2 separate regions of the Danio rerio genome follow, and region 2 is linked to region 1. A link is a contact called in public HiCAR-type data. All regions are on one chromosome and are shown on one strand. Each heading gives the region's core, a stretch centred on a gene start, on an enhancer-like site or on the middle of the called end of the contact. The rest is flanking DNA. Distances are from core to core; before and after follow the strand shown.

What was found. HiCAR-type assays count read pairs that join an accessible place to other places.
Region 2: a contact with region 1 is called in a HiCAR-type map of caudal fin, with 9 times the contacts expected there. The contact joins the promoter of jmjd1ca here to the promoter of nrbf2a in region 1. A contact is called at or near these places in 6 of 18 Hi-C or Micro-C datasets (caudal fin, embryo, hematopoietic stem cells and 2 more) and 2 of 4 datasets of contacts at active chromatin or transcription factors (caudal fin and embryo).

Annotation. Positions count from the first base shown.
Region 1 is chr17:48,667,302-48,675,239 of GRCz12tu, reverse strand. nrbf2a (nuclear receptor binding factor 2a) reads right to left here and starts at 2,682. Exons shown (of 4, transcript NM_001386790.1): 1 at 2,560-2,682; 2 at 802-886; 3 at 646-686. The coding sequence starts at 2,661. It overlaps znf365 (zinc finger protein 365), which reads right to left. Exons shown (of 6, transcript XM_073927739.1): 6 at 6,438-6,869.
Region 2 is chr17:48,819,051-48,826,988 of GRCz12tu, reverse strand. It overlaps jmjd1ca (jumonji domain containing 1Ca), which reads left to right and starts at 3,654. Exons shown (of 27, transcript XM_021467470.3): 1 at 3,654-4,030. The coding sequence starts at 3,890.

The DNA of each region.
Region 1 (7,938 bases), core at 1,433-3,932:
TCTTCCTGATGGTCACATGACCTTTACATGTTTTTAACGGAAAACTATCTAAGCATTATAGCATTTATACAACAATTTATTGTTGTCCTCCTTTTCAATATATATGTATCATGCACAAAACCTTACAAATATACATTGCACAAGGCAAATAACACAGACTTTAATAAGAATTTCAGAAAATAAACACCCTTAATGTGTTTATGCCTTTATTAATATTTTTATGGTAATTTTTACTTTCACTGTCTCATTTAAGGAAACTCCTGAGATAAATAAGTTATACCTCTGAACTTTAATAATAAACCCATATGTAATGCTGCGCTTCCAACCTCCTTTATTCAGTAACAATGACTTCTGAGACTTCTCGAGCAAGTTTTACGCTCAAGTCTGCATCGGTGCATCCTAGTTATCAAGAACACATCCAGGAACTTTCACGTGTCCTCCGTTCTTGCCGACTTGATTTTGGAATTGAACTTTGGCAGTTGATGATGAAGTCGTTACATGAGAACACGAGGACGCAAGATCGCTGAAGAATGCATATTGAGAAACAGCCCCAGACTCTAGAACAGTGTTGCCTAGTCTATAAGACCAACAGAAACGGCGCCCTACTGCAATGGAGACACACTTGCTGTCTCAAACACGTCTTACCTGTTGACTCTGTGTCATTGATGAAGCTTCTTTCAACAGCTCTGAGCAGAGAGAGAAACAGATTCAGTGACTCTTTTGTTTTTAATGACTGTTTCCCAACCTCTAATTATGTGTGGATGGTTTGAGGTGGGAGAAAAAAAGGATTCATTCCTGTACCTGCTGCTTCTTGATGGCACTCAATCGCCTCCTCATATTTTCCTTTCATCACCAACTGATCTGCCCTTCGGCCGTAATGATGAGCCTGTAGAAAAGAACACGGTCAAAAATTCTGGAGAAAAAGACATTACTAACAGGAAAGACAGTTCACTCAAAAATGTCAATTTACTCACACACAAGTGCTTCCAAGCCTGTTTGCTTTTCTGTTGAACGGGGAGTAAGCTATTTTGAAGAATGCTGGAAACCAGTAACCATTGACTCCCATAGTGGGAAAAAAAATACTATGGACGTCAATGGTTATCAGTTTCTATACAACATTCTGAAAATTATCGAGTGAAGGTTGGGTAAATCTGATCAAATTTGCAGTTTTGGAAGAACTATCTAACTTTATATAAACAGACTCCTATTTTTTTAATGCTAAAGTCTTAATACAATGAGAAAAAAAAAAAACTGAACCCAAAACAGTATGTGGTATTTTTGGATTGCAAGACAAACTACATTGAGGTAAAGTAGGTTTTATATTCACACTTTCGCTCAGTGACAACTTCTGGCAAGCTCCCTATATTGTTTACCATGGTATTTGAATATTCGATCTGAAATGACATGCAAATATGACTTCAAAACAACATAAGCACTATTTATTTGACTGTGAACAATGTTGTACTTTGATAGTCATTAGCTGCTATTATGATTTCACTATTTATAATTTGCAAAAAAATACTTTTCTGAAATTATATTATTAAGGACAAAGTCCAAATTTGTGAATATAAAACCAATTTTAACTCAATAGAAAATACTGCAACCCAGAAACAATTGTGGACATATTTAACAGTGAGCCTATTAAGGTATCATTGTCACCATGTGCTAATTTAGTTTTTATTAACATTTAGTATAACCTTTATTAATATTTAACCTTATTTTTATTTTATATTAATCTGATTCATATATTAATGTTCAAGTTTTAGCATTTTTTAAAACTTTTTTTAACGTTAAACCAGGTATATCTCTTCAAATCTTCATACATTTGGCCCCATGGAAGTTCAGAACCAGCTTTTTTAAGTGTGACTTATTTGTCATTATATATATTTCTTTTTACATTTAAATTAATATAAAAATATATATAAAGGTAAAGTAGGTTTTATATTCGCACGTTCGTTCATTTAGCAGTCTCTATATCGTTTATCATGTTAATTTGAATATTCGATCGGAATTAGCATGCAAGTATGACTTCTCAACAACATCAGCACTATCTAATTCACAGTGAACAATGTTGTACTTTGATGGTCATTTGCTGATAATATGATTTCCCTATTTAGAATTAGCAAAGAATATTTTTCCGAAATTATATTATTAGGGAATAAAACCAAATTTACCTCTATGAATATTTTTAGTATTATGCTGTTTTCATAACAATTACTGAAATCATTTGAGTTATTTTTTTAATCACTTAGTAACGTTACAAAAAGTAAAACACTTTTTACTTAAGTAGTTAAAGAAATTTATAGTTATTTGTTTAGCTACAGTATAGGTAAATTAAAATTGACCTAAATACAGGACTGATGAGGGTTTAATTAAATTTTATAGTTTTCATTGACAAATTAAGGTGTTAATTACGTTAAACACAACATACTCAACATAGTTTAAACACGTAAAGCCAAAACATAAAAAAACGCGTAACGTGTTTATTTGTATTATCGTCAGTAACTAAGTTGACAGAACATTTTTTTTACATTTTATGCTATTCAAGATATCACTTACACGATTTAGAGGGCTGTCAATTACTTCCATTTCTATTTGAGCATGCGGTTTCGCCGTTTTTACAGTGGCAACTTCTTTATTTACACTTAGAAGATTAACCATAAACACGGCTGAACACCTTGCGTAACTTCTTGAGCGTCGTGTTTGTTTGTAGTGACGTGACACGTGCTGGAGAGCGGAAGTCTGAATGAATCCAAAGTGTATGACGACATCTGCTGGACAACACAAACTCAACCTCCAGCAATGGTAAAGCTTTAAAATAAATAACACTGTGAATCTTACAGTGTCTCTTTTCTATTGCACCCAGAGACTATATTTTATATGACCTTTTATACATCACTATGACAATGCTTTAAGATAGATTTAAAGTGTTTTTTTTTTGTCATTCATACCACCCCTGCCAAAATCTTTTGTTTTTTTTTTTAGTTTTGTTCTGTTGTCTATTTTTGTTGTCATATGGTTTATATCTTTTATGTAGGTTTTTGTATTACTGTTAAATGTTTCAATAAAAACATCTCTTATCACTATAAAAACAAACAACAACAAAAAACATGTTCGAAGTAGTTACACCTTAACCACAAATTCACCACGACTTTGCTTTACTAAACCATTACTATATTCGTAGTAACGTTATTTGTTCTTTAATTCACTTTTATATAAATGTTTTTAGAGGGAAGAGAGCAGAGTATCTCAACAGCAGCAGATTTTATTTAATCCAGTCAACAGACGTGTTTGAAACATGACAACTGTCAATGATTTTAATTAAGACCACGTATGTCACAACTGACAAATGTAAACTAGGCTTATCTGAATAATGTTATCATATTCAGAAAAATTAAAGCATCACCCCAAAATTATAATCTACTCACTTTTACTTACCCCCAGGTGATTACATTGTAATTCTCTTTAGTCTGTAAAAAGTAAAAAACACTAAAGAAAATATTTTGAAGAAAGCTGGAAAACTAACCATTGTCATCCATAGGAAAAACAAATAGTATGGAAGTCAATGGTTACAGGTTTCCAGCTTTCTTCAAAATATATTCTTTAGTGTTCACCGGAGTAAAGAAACCTATGGTAAGTAAATTTTCAATTTTGGGTGAACAGTCCCTTTAAGTACATGTAATTGTGGATTGTAACGTTTTAAAATACTCAAAATAAGATTACAGGTAGTTATTTTATCGATTACAGGATTACATATTACAGTTTATGCATGCTAAATGTCTTCTTTTTATCTAGTGGCATTTACTGGAATGAAAAAAGTTAACAAAACATATTCAAAACCTGGAAGACTTTGGCATTGCAATGTCCTTTTTATGTTAATTAACTAAATCTAAACTTTTTTTTTGTCAAACCAACTCCCTATAATAAGTTTCAGCTAAAGACTGTTCAGGACAAATGGGCATATTGAATGAGCTGTGAGTGAGTAAATTAACCATCCAAGTGTCAATGAAATAGTTCCCTCAGCCTACATTTTTGTGAAACATAAATTGCATTGCTCCGGGTGCATTTCATTGCATGTTTCAGATAGCAAATCCACTAGAGGGATGTGTTACTTAGGGTACATTTTGTTGTATTTTTTAGAAATATATCCTGTTTACATCCAGAAGGCAAAGCTTGTCAAACAGATCACCTTTACATTGATCTCTTTTATGGAACTGTGCTTTCATGAATTCAAACCAGAGCACTCTACATCACAAGTACAACACGGTACAAAGTGAGTCACAGAGCAAACTAACCACATCTGTAAAGTTGTCCATATGAAGAAAGACAGGTAGAAAACATATATTACTACAATTCATAGACAATAGCTATGTTTCCATCCAAAAATCCGAATTAACTTTATGCGCAAAAATGAATTATCGCATAAAAGCCGTGCGAATAAAGCAGCGTTTCCATCCAACGAGTCAAAGCGAACAAAAATGTCTCTTCCTGATTAACTGGTGCCAAATATCAACAGTAAAAAGGAACTTGCTGCAGTTGGAGAAGCTGCGTCACTCATTTTTTCATTTAAAAAAGGATCCTGACACGCAGTTAACACACGGTGGTAATTGAAGGTGTCAGACGCAGAGCACAGACTCTCTTGATTCTGGAGGTCATTAATGATATAATAACACTGATACTTAAATGGTAAGGCATTTTAGAATGACCAAAACAACAGTTTAGGTGTTTTACAGTATGCTCAGCCTGCTGGTTTGTCCATTTACACACATTTTCATTATCACATTACTCTTTTCACAAAATCACATGACCTTAATTCGCATACTGAAATTTGTGCAGTAAAAGTGTTTCCATCATAGTACATCTTTTTTTATCGAATAAAAAGTTTGTCCTGCTCAGTTATGCGCATAATTTTTATGCGCATTTTCAAAATGTATGCACATCATGACGTTTCCATCAACCGCTTTTTTATGCACATATGCAAAATGTGCATAAAAATAGGTGGATGAAAACATAGCTACTGTTAAGTTGTTTTGTGGTACTTATGTGGTGTTGTGCAAAGAAATGCATGAAAATTTGTAGATTGTTGATAATATGACCCTGTAAATATCATTAGTGTGAAAAGGAACAAAAATTGGTAGCGTCATATTGCCCCATAGTGTTCATTTTACCTAGAAACTGCAGTTAAATGTATGATGAAATGTGTTTTTGAGCTTTCACAAAGAACAGGGTTCAAACTAAATATTTCCAACGAGACTATGTTGAAATTAACATCAAATGTTAAATTTTCAGTGAATCTTCTGTTTAAATGCAAGGCTAAATGAGAAACCAAACAAGACACAGGTGAACATAATCAGTTTGCCAATGAGAAACCATAAAAACTAACTGAAAGACAGCCAGCAGGCACATGTCATAAGTAGGGCCAAACAGAATCTGCAGACATTTTTTGCTATTTTTGCTTTGGTAAAAATCTGCGGATTTCTGCGGAATTATTTTGGGAGTATCATAACTTAAACCTTAATATGTGAAATAAAAATTTGTATCTATTCTATTATTTAATGTGTAAAATGCAAATCCGGTTCGATTAACTTTATTTGGTAAACAAAGTAAGTCTCCCATATGATATATCTACTAAAAAACTGAAAATAATACTTTACAAACTATACATAAATCAGATGAATATTTTCACTTTAGTCAATAATGTTACTGTTATTAATTTAAAAACTGAATAAATATAGATTTACACACATTTACTCAAGTAAATTAACAGAAATAATGATGGGCTGAAAATCTGCAGAATTCTGCGCACACAGATTCCGTGCTGGCCTATAAGACATTAATATAAAGTGATATTTAGGCAGAGAATCAATACATCAGGGTATTTTGACGCTCAATAATGATGTCAAATGACGTTGATATTTGGTTGTTATTAGGTTGTGTTGGTAAGTGACCAAAATCCAACGTTGAGCTCACATCTTAACATACTGACATTTATTTATCAGGTATGGCAGCCAAAATCCAGTGTCAGATAGATGGCATAGTGGTATTATCCACACAACATCAAACTGTTACATCATTAGACGTTGAAATTTGGTTGTTTTTAGGTTGCGTAGGAAAGTGGCCAAATTTGCAACGTCTGTCCAATGTCGGACACTGATGACGGTCTGACGTTGGGTTCTGACATCAACCTGATTTTCATTTCCACCCAAAATGCAACATCCCACAACATTCTGACGCCATTTCGATGCCCTGTGCCTACTGGACAGTGGAACTGAAGAAAACACAACAAACACAAAGAGTCCATAAAGACAACCTAACCATAACATTAGTTTAACAAATTCAAAAATCCCACTATATTCCCTAGTCATTTTTCTCTCGAGTCGCTTTTTATTGGATATTTGTATCAATGATTTTGCCATTGAGTGTAATGCACTCTTGTTGGTTGATGTGGCTGTTTTATTGAATATGTAGGCTGAGGTCCAGCATTTGCACACTGGGGGAGGAGGTTTAGTCTTTGACCGTTCACAGAATCATTTTTGAAATGTTGAGCAATACTGCCGAACAGCTATATGTATAAGACACAACATTAACAACATCATCAGATTCATTCAAATGCCATCATTTGCATGATGATGTTCAAATACACACCGACTTCACCCAGACGAAGCGCATAAAGGCGAAGTCGACAGTGGTATTTCAGCTGGTCCATGTTGATTTTCCATCTAATGATCCTCTCCATGCTCCCGCTTTCTGTCTTTGTTTCTGGATGATGACATGGGCAATACCATCAAACTATAGGGCCTTGGTCATCCATCTTCCTGCTCTTTCCTCCTACGCATGGGCAATTTTGCGTGATGGGGGTTCACTGATCCCTGTGAAAAAAAAAATCTGGGAGCTTCTTATCCAGGAATACTTAGCTTGGGTTATTTTTGCATGCTTATGTCTGCTTAGAATTTCTTATTATTTATCAAGTTGTTCGAGATTACTGTAATATTGCATTTAATGAGTAATATTAATATAAGAATGATATGTGATATGCATTAAATATATATTCAACTAAGGAAAAACTGAAGAGACCACTATAAAATTCTCAGTATTGACTGGGTTTATTGGATGCGGGTTTGAGTAAAATATTCTGCAAGGGTCTGATAATGTTTATTACAATTTAAAAAACAAATATTGTCACTTAGAGCATTTATGTTATTTATAATTATTCAGTATATCAAATATCTTAATCTGTTGTGATTGAAAATAAGGGGTTTCAATCAGATATTGATTTCTTAACTTTTCTGAACTTAAAATATTAGGATTGCATATAGCATTACTGTAATATAAACACATTTGATTAGTAAATTTCAACATTTTTTATTTTACATTTGGATGAAATGCAGTTTACTGAACAAACTAAAATGACTGCTCTACTCAATCACATGATAAACAGTAACCCTATATGTAAAACAAAATAAAAAATCTACTTTTTAATAAAAAAAAAATGTAAATGACAAAAGCTCTTAAAAATGAATAAAAGGTAAACTAAAATAAAAATGAGAAATCTAAACAGCTAATTTAAAAAGTGCCATAATCTAATGCAGTGTTTCTCAACCACCAACACTGCATGTTTTGGATGTCTCCTTTCTCTTTTACACCCATTACAGGTCTTTCAATCGCTGATCTGATGATTTGAATGAGGTGGGTTTGGATATGGGGACATGGAAAAATGTGCAGAGCTGGTGGTCCTCGAGGAACATGGTTGAGAAACACTGCATACTAAAATTCAAAATAACTAATATAGAGATATTAAATTGATTATTAATATACTTATCTACATTTCTGTAATTTATTATTATTGATTTTAATATAATTTGTGTTCATATTAGTAGTAGTAGTTGTTGTTTTTGTTATATTAACTTTATTATTATACTTGACATGCTCTATTTGAAT
Region 2 (7,938 bases), core at 2,405-4,904, 150 kb before region 1:
ACAACCATATCGCACTGCTACTCGTGTGATATTGCGTTTATACAACAGTTTGACCGCATAATTGTGTATATAAAAACAAAATCAAACATGGAGAGTCTCAAAAACCCTTTTGTATGAGGATCTACTTTCTTCCACATTGGATTCAAATCATAAGCTGACAGTTAAACAGCTGAGCAAGCATCTTTTAAACTTTAGATCTGTAGTGTCTGCTTTTTGCTGGCTGTATGTGGGCGGAGTAATACACATAGGGTAAAGAGGCTGTACGGGTTCTTATATTACTTAAATATATCACGGCTATCAGCCAATCAGATTCGAGAACCAGAAAGAACTGTTATATATATATATATATATACTGGGAATTTCACAAGAAAAAACAATGGTATGCTTGGTTTTAATGTATCCTTATTTTTTCATCAGTTATTTACAAGCCCTCTTACATACACTAATGTTCCACAAACAAGACGTTAATATCACCAACCATTCCCATTTTATTAACGTGTATCCATTTAAATGGCCCTCCCTGTATTTAAATATCTCATTCATTCATATGTCTTCAGCTTAGTCCCTTTTCATCGGGGGTCACCGTTGCAAAATGAACTGCCAACTTTTTCAGCATTTGTTTTACAAAGTGGATGCCCTTCCAGCTGCAACCCAATACTGGGAAAAGCCCATAAACACATAAACACTCACATTCACACGCATACACTATGCCCAGTTTAGCTTACCCAATTCACCTATACCGCATGTCTGTGGACTGCGGGCATGGGGAGAACATGCAAACTCCACACAGAAATGCTAACCACTGAGCCACTGCAAACAAAGGCTATAGCAAGTTATATAATATGAATAAGTGCAACATTTTTAAAGTATTTTAGACAGAGCTGTGGAGGATCATATGATCAATGTTTTTAACAAAGACATAAAATGACTGACTGACCAACCGACTGTTATAATAGACTGATTGATAGATAGATAGATAGATAGATAGATAGATAGATAGATAGATAGATAGATAGATAGATAGATAGATAGATAGATAGATAGATAGATAGATAGATAGATAGATTGATTGATTGATTGATTGATTGATTGATTGATTGATTGATTGATTGATTGATTGATTGATTGATTGATTGTTCTAAGTTGTACTAAGAATATGCAGATTTATATTTGGTAATCTTTAAACAAATAAACAGGAAGGTAAGTAAGTAAAATAATGAATAAAAGTTATATATTGTACCGTGTTCTTGTATATAGTTTTAAATTATGTGTTGTTAAGGTTATTGAAATAATTAAGTACTCAAAACACACAGTTGTATTGAGAATGTTTGCAGTCTTCAAGGTAAAAGATTTGGTGAGTTTTTTAGAGTTAAATGACAAAAACAAACAAATGAATATTACTGATCTAGGCTCATGTTTATACTTTTTAATTTGTTTTAAAAATAACTAGGTCATTAAATTGACCATGTGTGCATTACAAAAGATCAAATGCATCGAAAAAAAAAAAACTATGCCTTAATTGATTATTTTACACATTTTTTTTTAAATAAAAACTATGTTCCTCAAAAAAGAAATAAAGACATTTGGATATTTACCTTCAACAGTGCATAACATAATTAAAAGATTCAAGGAATCTGTAGGATTTCAGTGCATAAAGGACAAGGATGCAAGCATTAAGAATTCATATAAGCAATATCAGCACATGGGCTCAGGACTTTTGCAAACCTTTGTCCAGTGTCGCAATATGTAGTGTCTCGACCTGGCTTAAAGGCAATGACAAATTAAAGAGAGGACACACACAGGATGGTTTGGTACCGAAAAATATTTATTTAAACATTAAAGAATAAACAAGTGCTCACTTTAGGTTAGCAAAAATCAAATGTTAACCAAGGCTAGAAAGAAACAAAGCAAAATAAACAGGAGCAAAAGCTCAACAAGCAAACACTGCTGGCTTTTTATAGAGGGGAAACCAGGTGTTCCCAATTGTGCAAATGAGTCTGTCTTTCCTGCTTCGGCCGATGAGTGGGTTGGTCTAAGAGACTTGTCACAGTAGCTACATCCACAAATGCCAGTGAAAACTGTACTGTGCCAAAAGGAAGCCCTATGTTAACAGTGTCCAGAATCGCTGTCGACTTCCCTGGGCTTAGAGGCATCTGAGATGGACTATCACACAGTGGAAATGTGTATTGTTTTCAGATAAATCAGTATGTCAGGTATTTTGGGAGAAATGGATGCTGTACGCCCTGAACCAAAGAAGAAAAGGATCATCCAGTCTGTTTCCAGCAACAAGTTCAAAAGCCAGGGTCTGTCATGATATTAAGTTGTGTCGGTGCCCTTAGCAAAGGTAGCTTGCACTTCGGTGATCGCACGATTAATGCTGAAATGTATATAGAGATTTTGGAGCACAATATGCTGCATACTTTTCTGGGGACACCCATGTATATTTCAACAAGACCATCCAAAACCACATTTTGCACACATTACAAAGTCCTGGCTGCAATGGAAGAGGATACAGGTACAACAACAAAAGACCCTGTACTGTTGCCCACATTAAGACTTGTTTGCAGGAGGAACGGGACAAAAGTTAGACCTGAAACACTTTTGATAATGAATGTCATTATTGCAAAGTGGTAAATGCTTTACTGTTACAATCTTTTTTGAAATGTGTTGCAAGGACAAAAACTGAAATACGTTTTTATTTTGAAAAAAAAAAAAATAAATAAATAAAACTACGAGGAACACTTTACATGATGTTTGTTGTAATAGATAGATAGATAGATAGATAGATAGATAGATAGATAGATAGATAGATAGATAGATAGATAGATAGATAGATAGATAGATAGATAGATAGATGATGGATGGATGGATGGATGGATGGATGGATGGATGGATGGATGGATAGATAGATAGATAGATAGATAGATAGATAGATAGATAGATAGATAGATAGATAGATAGATAGATAGATAGATAGATAGATGATAGATAGATAGATAGATAGATAGATAGATAGATAGATAGATAGATAGATAGATAGATAGATAGATAGATAGATGATGGATGGATGGATGGATGGATGGATGGATGGATGGATAGATAGATAGATAGATAGATAGATAGATAGATAGATAGATAGATAGATAGATAGATAGATAGATAGATAGATAGATGATAGATAGATAGATAGATAGATAGATAGATAGATAGATAGATAGATAGATAGATAGATAGATAGATAGATAGATAGATAGATAGATAGATAGATAGATAGATAGATAGATAGATAGATAGATAGATGATAGATAGATAGATTAATAAATAATGATTAAGAATAATTAAATTATAATAACATGTTGAATGAGACACTCCAGTTTCTGATAAAATAATTAAATCAAATTCAACTGTAGTTTTAAAGTGTGATTCAGAAGTTCAGAATATATGAATCCAGACGAGGGACTACTTTCTCTGCAGTTTGCAGCAGTGCTTCCAAAAGAGGAGTGAACTCAAGTCTGGCGGACGGACAAGTGTTTTCTCTGCGGTCTGATAGTCCTGTATGCTTTCACTGGGGCGGATGAATACCACGTGTGAGTGAGTGAGAGAGCGAGAGTGAGAGAGAGAATGTGTGTGTGGTGTGAGTGAGAGAGCGAGCTAGAGAGAGAGAGCCATAATGACTGTTACTACTCCTAGTGTAAATCAGTTTCTCGGCGCACAGAGCCACTAGCGCTCGCCAGAGGACGCATGCAGGGAATTTAAACCCCCTGTACTCAAAACACACCACAATATTCATTTAATCGCCGTAATTTAATAATGTGTCAACACCTCAGGCCATAGTTGCAGGAAGTTTGCGTGTTGTCGGTGGACATTTTTCGCACTTTTTTGCGGGACTATGGCGGTGGAGCTGCCGGGGAAGCGCTGCCTGTGCGCGAGCGGCTCTGGAGATCGTCTGCTGGAGCCCGCGGGGATCTCGCACTGGGGCTGGAGAGCCGGAGTCATCCGAGCGGCCGCTGCAGACTGCCCTGCGCTCACGGTAATACAAGAGAAAAGCTCATTATTTAGTTAGACACGCTTGTTTGTTTGTGTGTTCTCCAGTTTAAATAACTTCTACAAATAGCATTTGACATGTTTGCCAGAGCAAAGTTTGACGGAGCTGCTGATATGACAGCGAAAGTTGATTGTTTTGTTTCTGTCAGTTGTTTTAGTCAACAAACATTCATGCGGCTTTTACTATGAAGGCTGGGCGTGTTACTATGATAGAGTGGGGGAAAACACAACTGTGTGTGTGTGTGTGTGTGTGTGTGTGTGTGTGTGTAAGTGCGTGTGTGTGTGTGGTCATGGCTCAGCGGGATTCACTCAGACTAATCAGCTGTTGTGAGACAGTTTACTGCACTGCCGCTGTAGCGCCTAATGACTCCATCACTCCACCACAGCACTCAAACCGTCATCACGACGTGTTTTACACACACACACACACACACACACACACACACACACACACACACACACACACACACACACACACACACACACACACACCTTCTCTTTATCTTTATTATAGACTGATATTTACTTCAAACGGATTTGGAGAAAGATGGGATACACTTTACAGTCTAGCATTACTGTAATAACCAATGAACAACGCTAGTTATGTGGATGCAATTGCACTTAAACCGTCAGGTACATGATTGTAACGATAATGTGCGTTACTTGCATTTGTAACTACACTGAAAAATATTTAAAGATAATACCTTGGATTTGCTAAATGTTTTTTTTAAGTTAATTGGTTGTAAACAATTAATTTGGGTTTAATTTCAACAAACAAATTAATTTTTAACATTACTAAATTTAATTAGTTTAAATTCAGCAAATATAAATTGTTTGTGACAATTTTGCAGCATTTCTTTTAGTATGCATATCCATATTCATATATTATTAGTGTGTGACGAATATATAATGCAGTGACTCAAACAAAGATATAATACACTAAGTTACTAACCATGTATATTTTTACAGCATATCTATATACAAACCCATGTCACACATATAGATCCTACATCTAATTACTTTTTGTGGTTACATCTATAATTAGGCTCTTGAACTTTACTCTTACCTCTTGATCCAGCTTTAAGCTTTCCACGAAACTTGTTTGTAACCCTAACCACACTGCAAAAAAAAAAGTTTTTCTTACTTAGATTTTTTTTGTCTTGTTTCTAGTCTTAATATCTTAATATTCTTAAATCAAAAAGCATTTTCTAGACAAGCAAAACTCGTTGTCTTCATTTAAGAAATAATATTAAATAATACGGCAGTAAAGGCAGAGTTTTTCTTTAAAACAAAGCAAAATAATCTGCCAATAGGGTAAGATTAATAAACTGTTTTTTTTTCTTTTGACATTAGATTATTTTGCTCACCCCATTGGCAGATTATTTTGATTGTTTTAAGGAAAATTTTTTTATATCGCCATATTATTTCTTAAATTAAAACAATGTGTTTTGTTTGTCTAGAAAATGCTTCTTGATTTAAGAGTTTTTAAGATATTTGGACTAGAAACAAGGCAAAACATCTAATTAAGAAAAGCATGTTTTGCAGTGCATATCTCCCTGTCAATGTATACAAAGATAAGATGCATAATTTTTGGTGTCTGCATCAAGTTACATTTATAAAAGTGTATTCATAAACACATGTAAAACATTAGTTATCATACTGAATGACATTTTAGCGGGCGCCTTCTTTCGAATCAAAGTTGTATTATACTTATTTTTGTGTTAGTTCACAGTAAATTACAGCTTTTATTTCTTTAGTCGTACCTTTTTTTAATTAAGTCTTATAAATGCTATATAATTATGGTTATATGCCAGTCCATCTAATGCACCTAACAAATGAAAACTTATACATTCATTCATTTTCTTTCAGCTTAGTCCCTTATTTATCAGGGGTCGCCACAGTGGAATGAACCGCCAACTTCCAACCGCCGCTAACCACTAGACCATCGTGTTGCCCAATAAGCAATTTTTAGTCACACATTTAAGAGCTGAAAAAAATATATATTTTGGTAATTATATGTAGTAATAAGGTTTCATAGGTGATGCAATGTATAAAATATGCTGGATAAGTTGGTGGTTCATTCCGCTGTGTCAACCCTTGATTAATAAAGGGACTAAGTGGGAAGAAAACAAAGAAATGAATGAAATTCCTGATTAATTATTCCACAAATCTATCATAAACGCCTTGGATATTCATTAGCCGTGGAATCACTACATTTAGCAAATGCATGTTGACTCCAGTAAAGCCAGTATACGGTTCATTAGACTGAAGCTTCACACGCAGGCACCCTGTGTGTACTGCAGTAGGCATATTTGCATTTTTACAACCGTGAAGCTAATTATGAGGGTCAAAGGCGCACTTTCCTCCTACACTAGTGCTCAGTGAAAGAGCAGATCTCCCTCTGAGGAGCACACACTGCGTAACTGAAGTTGTGGCGGTGTGTTTCATTGACATTTTACCTGTAAATGAATGGTACATGTGCTGGGGTGCAAAAAAGAGAGCAGAAATATGTTGATTTTTTTTAATGTGGAATCATTGCCCAGTTTTAGCAATGTCGCCTCACAGCAAGAAGGTCTGTGTGTGTTAGAGTGTGTATATTAGTACTGGGTTGCAGCTGGAAGGGCATCCGCTTTGTTTAAAATATGCTGGAATAGTGGCGGTTCATTCCGCTGTGGTGACCCCTGATGAATAAAGGGACTTAGTTGAAAAGAAAATGAATGAATGAATAAAATTGTCCGTAGTGTATGTGTGTGAATGAGTGTGCATCCGCTGTGTAAAACATATGCTGGAATACCTGGCGGTTCATTCCGCTGTGGCGACCCCTGATGGTTAAAATGGCCAAAGGAGAATAATTGAATGAATGAATAATGAGCAGCATGATGTTTGTGTGTGTGCGTGACTGTGTTTTATTCAATGTATTCAGTGTTTTTGTGCAATGATAGTTTGGTCCTGCAGCTGCTGTCATATGCTCCCAGCTGTGAGTGTGTGTGTGTTTGTGTGTGTGTGTGGAGAGAGAGAGAGAAAGAGAGTGTGTGACTGGTTATTACAGTACTGGCGTTGTTGCTCAGATCATATGTGGTATGATTGGTTGGCAGAGGCTTGCATCCGTGTGCATGCATAATCACATTCATTTACTCAGCACAGGTGTGGGACTGCTATATCTGTGATTGTACAGCTGTGTGTGTTTGTGTGCCTGCTGTATATTTGTGTATATGCCTGCCTGTGTCTTTGTGTATTTGTGTGTGTGTGTGTGTGTGTGTGTGTGTGTGTGTGCATATCTATGTGTGTGTGTGTGTGTGTGAGTGAGAGTGCATCAGTATGTGTCAGTGTGCGCATTTCTGTGTGTGTGTATGTGCCTGGGTGTGTGTGTGTGTGTGTTTGCATTTGAGTTTGTGTGTCTGTGTGTATATGTATGTGTGTGATAGTGCATCCGTGTGTATTGTCTGTGTGTGTGTCTGTGTATGTACGCGTGTGTGTGTCTGCATGTAAATGTATGTGTCTGACTGTCGTGTGTCTCGTCTCTGTGTGAGAGTGAAAGAGAGTGCGTGTGTGTGAGTCTGTCTGTATGTATGTATGTGTGTGCGTGAATAAGGGAGAGAGAGTTTGTGTTTGTCTCTGTATGTGTGTGTGTGAGTATGTGTGTGTGTGAGAGAGAGAGAAAGTGCATCTGTGTGTGTTTGCGGGTCTCTTTGTGTGCCTGCTTATGTGTGTGTGTTTGTGTGTATGTGTCTGCATGTGTTTGTGTTTGTGTGTGTCTCTGTATGTATATTTGTGTGTGTGAGAGATTGTGTCTTTCTATGTGTGTGTGTGTGTGTGTGAGAGAGAGAGATTGTGTCTGCGTGTGTGTGTCTTTCTGTGTGTGTGTGTGTATGTTTGTCCCTGTATGTGTGTCTG